Linked DNA regions of Drosophila melanogaster: region 1 is linked to region 2. The links are chromatin contacts, called in public targeted proximity ligation maps. All regions are on one chromosome and are shown on one strand. The core of a region is the stretch at or near the end of the contact, and the rest is flanking DNA. Distances in the headings are between cores, read along the strand shown.

What was found.
Region 1: a targeted proximity ligation map of the Kc167 cell line shows a contact between it and region 2, with 4 times the contacts expected there. A contact is called at or near these places in 2 of 107 Hi-C or Micro-C datasets (the Kc167 cell line and wing imaginal disc) and 1 of 7 datasets of targeted methods (the Kc167 cell line).

Annotation. Positions count from the first base shown.
Region 1 is chr3L:3,069,328-3,072,498 of dm6, forward strand. PAN3 (Poly(A) specific ribonuclease subunit PAN3) reads left to right here and starts at 1,806. Exons shown (of 14, transcript NM_167977.3): 1 at 1,806-1,980. CG32486 reads right to left here and starts at 1,512. Exons shown (of 8, transcript NM_139508.3): 1 at 835-1,512. The coding sequence starts at 1,212.
Region 2 is chr3L:626,818-629,829 of dm6, forward strand. It overlaps lncRNA:CR43334 (long non-coding RNA:CR43334), which reads left to right and starts at 1,618. Exons shown (of 1, transcript NR_048209.1): 1 at 1,618-3,012.

The DNA of each region.
Region 1 (3,171 bases), core at 556-3,055, 2.4 Mb after region 2:
CATCTTATGGCTGCACCGACGAACGAAACACATCGTCCACATCCACGAGGATCATCACGTACCAATCTACGCGTCATCCATACCTTCGCTATGGCCGTCACTTCGAACTGGGGGGGGAGGAGTTACCACCCCACCCCCTAAACCCCCACGCCTCTAAACAAATCATCGGACACTCAACCGGGAAGACGGCAACTGGAACACCGCATCCGGCCGAATGCTGACATTCCGGCCGAATGCTGACATTACACAAAAGTCGCACTGCAACATTGTCCCCAGCTAGCCAGCCACATGCCGAGTCGGCATGTTCATTATGCTTACAATTAAGAACCTATGTACTTATGTATAAGACGAAAACGGAGGACTCGAGTAGCCACTCTCTGACAATAAACTTCATACTGATTTTGAACTTCAAGAAAGTCAGTCGTATTCTTTATTGGAAATCTTCACACTACAACTATCTGCTGAAACTTAAAAACCTTCATACATTTACACATCATATCTTCACAAAAGGCTCCACCCTCGATCACGGACTTAACTCCCGCCCTCGCTCCCCCTCGCACTCTTTCAATGTTTTCAAGGCGAATAATGCAAGAGCGCCCCAGCTAGACGTCTCGCTCTCGCACAGCTGTGTCTTGCTAGGGTGGAGAGAGGGAGAGAGGTGTTTTACTCTTACAGCTGAGCTGCCACGATTTGTTTGTATACAGAATGAGGCGCACACACACACGCGCACTTGCTGTTTTTCTTCTTTCGCTTTTAAAGCTCTTACTTCCTTTTTTTGATTCTAGTTTACAAGGGCTTATAGTTCAAGCCGCTGTAAATAATCCAAAAACTCACCTGGTACATGGCCGTCTTGGGCAAATCCAGGCAGACGGCACAGCACAGGGCATTGGAGATGCGGTGGGCCAGCTTTTCGTGCATTCCCGAGGCGGCTGCGGCACTGGAAAGCAAGCTGCTGCCGCTGCTGCTGGTGGCACCACCGCCCCCTCCGTCCAACAACTGTTTCTTGGCCGGCGGTTCTCCGCTGCCCTGCGTGTCCAGCGGCACGCCCACCACATTGCCGCCGCCCACCGACGAGGAGGACGACGATGTGGAAGAGGAAGAGGCCGAGGAGGCGGAGCTGGTCGTGGCCACCGCCTGGTTGTCGCCCAGGAGCGGTAGGTTCGAGGACGACGGCGGCTGTTGGACCGCCGAACTGGAGGATTCCACCGACATGATTGGAAATTTTCTTGGAATAATGTTTGTTGTGTTTTTCTTTGCCACTCGCTTCGTACACAAACTCCCACACACACGACCACTAAACTACTACACACACACAAGCAATACCCAGTTTGCTCTCTCTCTCTTTCGCTCGCACACTAAGTATGGCACTTTCTTTCAATTGCCACCTTTCCCCGCTGTCCGTGTCGTGTCGTTCTCTTCTGTGTTCTTCCGTTCTGTTCTGTTTGCAAGCTTTTTGTCCGCCGACACGTCCGCTCGCCAAAAAATTTGTTGTCTTTCTAGAGAGTGTTGTGCGGTGTGACCAAATCTTATATTAGGCAAAATACTAGTATAACGTATCGATGTTATTGGCAAAGCCTATCGATGTTTTTCTATTGTCTGTGTTTCTCCAGCCCTGGTTGATCGTTAGCAGGGACACCATCCCCTTTACAAAGTAATAAAATAACAAATATTATTAAATTAACCATTTCAAAATAAAATAGCATTAAAATAATATAGCAAAATCTGCCTTCATATATATAATTTTACAAGTATATTATTGAAAACGAATCCATTCGTGTTTAATGTGCTGCCCTTATATCCGGCAGTACGGAACTCGTCACTCGCGAGATGCGGTCACACTGCTTGCGGCAAACGGAAAACATGTAAGAAATTAAATATTGTGATTTTGTCTTTAAAATGTACAAAAGTTTGACAAAACACAAACGGCAGGTTCTTTATGAAGTCACCTCTCGCAAAGTGAACTATGACTGGTCAGTGGAGGTACGGAAAACGTGGATTAAAGAGCGAAAAATCGCAGTTTTCTCAGCAGACATTTTTGTATCACTTCGCTGTGCGCTGTGTGTTTGGCATTTTTTGTGTTTGTGTGTGTGTGTGCAACAGCGGCATCAATTTGAAAAATAACAAAAACAAATCGTTGGCGTGTTGAACAAAAAACTATACGTATTTGCTATCTGGCTTGCGTTATAAGAACCATTTGGACAAATTGCGTCTTAAAAATTTGGTGACCAAGATGGCTTCAATTTCATTTTCGGTGGTGAATTAAAAACTTTAATGAAAATAAAAACTTAATGAATTGACTTTTAATTCACGTGCAATTATTATGAAAATTTTTGAAAATTAAAATAAAAATATTTCCAAAAACGTTGTAACAAAACTACACTTATAAATTGGCTTTTGGCTTGCTTAGTGAACTTAGTTAATTATTTCCAGCTGTTCCCACTCAAAAAACAAATCGTATACATATGTGTTCTTATTTCCTTTGCTCCTGCTTTTTCTCTTCCCCTTCTTTTCGTTCCCTTCCCCTTTGCGTCCTCTTCCCCTTTTCCTAGCCAGCTGTTTGTCGCGTTCCACAAATATGGCTGGAGTGTGGATCGCGTTTGGAGCCCAGGCTCCCACATTTCTCTATGTGGAACGCAACCTGTGGCCAGCTGTTGGGTCCTGTTGAACTCCCCCCAGCCAAAAACTTACATATGTATATGTATTTATTTTGTGTATATATGCATGTGTGTATAACAACGCCAATTGCTAGGGTTTCTGCAAAACGTCCTGGCCACTTGAAGGTGAAGTGTTACAATACCATAAAGGGGTTTCGCCATTTTTAAAAGTTATTTTATTACATTATATTCAATAATGGAACTTCAGTAGCGTGTCAAAGGATTTCTCTTTGAAAGAATACGTATTTCATATCCAGCATTTATCAGCTGAAAAACATGAGGGACTTTATACAATCTGTTAAATTTCTTTGCATAAAATGATATATATGTTAATTAAAATTATTAACAATAGCTAAAGTCCATGTAACCCCTTGAGCGCGGATGTTTTCCCAACACTCCTCGAATGGAATCCACATCCACTTTGTTGCACACACAGCTGGCAGTTGTTGTTTTTATCCGACCTCCTGTGCACACACACACACAGACGGACGTACATGTATACAACACTCGGGGGTCG
Region 2 (3,012 bases), core at 368-2,867:
ACACACACACAGCGGAGAGCCCTCTCGCACACCCACAATCACACGTCGTAGTACTCGTATCTGCATCTGTATCTGTATCTCTATGTCGGTGAGTTGCCAACGTCGCTGTCGTTGTGATATGAGCTTGATGTTACATATTTCGTATGGCACACTGACTGGTTCTGTATCTGTATCTTCCCAGTGTGCGTAACTAGCTCTCGAAGTCTCCCAAAACCCAATCCCAATTCCAATCCCCAGTCCCTAGTCCCTCGTACCCCGAAAATCCTCCCCATTCGCGCGCCTCCGCCACAGGAATTCGTTCTTTTTTTTGTCGGATTTCTTTTTGGCCTTTTTGTTGCTGCCTTTTGATCGCGTGCGTTTGTGTGTGAATCTTTACACTGAGCACAATGTGGGACTAGCTTGGTCGTAAAATAAAATGTTGAGTTGTCCTAGAAAAAATCGTAATTCGGCTTACGTAATATCCCTCTGTGGACCTAATCTAAGCAACCATATTTATAAGATATTGAATTGCACCTTATTTATATAATAATAGCACGTAATTACTCTATACATATTTCTAAATATTCCTTTCCCGCGTCGTTCCCGTACACTACACAATCATTAAGAAACGCCATGTATTGATTTGACTTAGCCTTAATCACATGGCAGTGCAATTACAATGCTGATATAAATAAAAATAAACTCGTTTTACGCTTATTATTAGAACCATTTAATGCTGGTTGCTAATTGTTTTGAGTCTAAATTCTCATTTACATGAGCAAACTGTTCTGTACTGGCTTGTTTATAGATATTCGGGAGGATTTAAGCGAAATAAATACGAATTGATGGACCTTAAATACATTAGAAATGTCGACGTACAAGAAATAAACCAAGAAAGCTAGGTTTGCATTACAATTTTTTGGATTGTTTAAAAAATTAAAACTTTTCAAAGGGAAATCCAAACGTGCAGACGGCATAACACGGATAACTTTTGTTAATCGATTAACAAAACTTCGTAAAATTATACACAAGTTATGCAAAAATTAAAAGACCATTTCGAAATTTTGGATCCCCAAAACCGCAAACCATGCGATAAATAGTTATGATTGCCTTTGCCAAATCCGCCATTTTGCTTTCGATCGTTTCGTTAATGAAAATTTCTCGCTGTGCTTAGACACCGCTCTCGCACGCCAATGCAATCGAGCAGCTAGGCTTTCGCTGTAGGCGAGAGAGGGACGGAGCAAGTATCTGGGCGAGTGTGCGTGTGTGTGTGTGTACGAGGTTTGTTTGCTATGTTTTTCCGAACACTGGGGAGCAACGACAACAAAAGCAGACAGAGCGGGCCAAAAAATGTTAGATGCCGACCGCCCTCCGCAGGCCCCGTTTCCAATTCCGATTCCAATTCCGATGCCGAGTACCCCGATTGTGTGGCGTCAACCATTACATGCAAACTCACACCTACAGGCGATGCCGGCAGAGTCGTCGGCAGAGGCCGCGGCAAGCGCGCATTCATTCATACTTGTTGCTCTGCTCCTGTATCTGTATCAGTGTGAACTCCCCGCTAATGTGTTGGTGTGTTGGTGTATGGGTATGTCGTTGATTGCGCCGCAAACTAAAGTTTCGTGAGGCATTTGTTTCAGTACGTCACCGACAGTGCCATCGAAAAGAAGGAGGAGGCGGTGAGCCGGACTCAGCACTTGGGAATTATAGTGTGTAGAGTGTTGAGTATGGAGTAGGACTGTCGCTGGCATCTGGTCACACTGTTAAGGGGTTTCTTGTCAAGTAACGTGCCGGGATTCTTTCAATTCTCGAATCTTTAAGAGTCAATAGTGTCTTCGAACAAGTGTAGTGTACCTAACGTTTAAATTGCCCAAAAAAATTTGCAACTTTTTTACGACGCAGTTGCAAAGAAAACAAAGCAAGCCAGCCAAGAGCAACTTAAACGACGTATTTAACAATAAAAAAAAAACGAAAAAACCTAAAGCGAGAGAGGCGAAACTAGGGGAACACAACAACAACAAACGCGACAACAACAAGAATTAAAAACAAACTCGCTTGCGACTTTTGAGCCTCGCAACTGAATAATTAAAATTAGAAGCGGAAAAGTAAATACAAAAAAAAAAAAAAACAATAAATAAATTTCAAATAAAGAACCCGAAACGCTTATACATACATATGTACGTACGTACATATATAAGTATTTGGAAAGAACAAAAAATGGCGCACAAAGAAACTGTGAACTTATACAATCAAAAAAATTTTATTTGATTGCATGTCCATATATATGTATGTGTACATGTGAACTTTGTACCAGTGACAATGAGACGACAGACGCAGATGATGATTAAGGCAGCGATGATGAATGAAACTGTGCCCTACGCTGATGTACGACCGATGTACTATCAATGAAAGGGCCTACAAGATACAGAGATATAAGATAAATCAAAACAAACACACCCTATAACAGAGTTGTGGGGTGGGAGTGGATAAGCTCTTTATACACACTCTTTTGGCGGCGTGCATTGAACTAATTTGTCGTTGTTGCTCTTGCTGTTTTTTTGTACGCGACTAGTTTTCCTCGTTTCGTTTCTTTTGCCTTTTTATAATACCCTCTGTGTATTTATTTAAAGCGCAAATGTTTTAGATACGACATATAGCCAGGGGGAGGGCGGCGATGGGGGCTACGAGGGGGCGGGGACCAGACCAGAGCTAGCCAGTCAGACCGCTGTCGACAAATAAAACAACAAAGTAAACTACAGAAACAACTAAAAGGCAAACTTGCCTATCTGCCTAGCCTTATATTGATGTTGTTGGTGTGTTGTTGTAGCTGCTCTTGTTGTTGCTGAATTTCAGTGCGTGTGCTCAGCATTTAACTAAACTGGCACACACGCACACCAACACCAGCGAACGGAAAACGAAAAAAAAAATTAAAACACACCAACACTCAACAACAGCCACACAAAGAGGCACACCAACAGACACACCAACACCATCACACTGAGTTGTCAGGGCTGGCAGTCTAGTGCTTATATA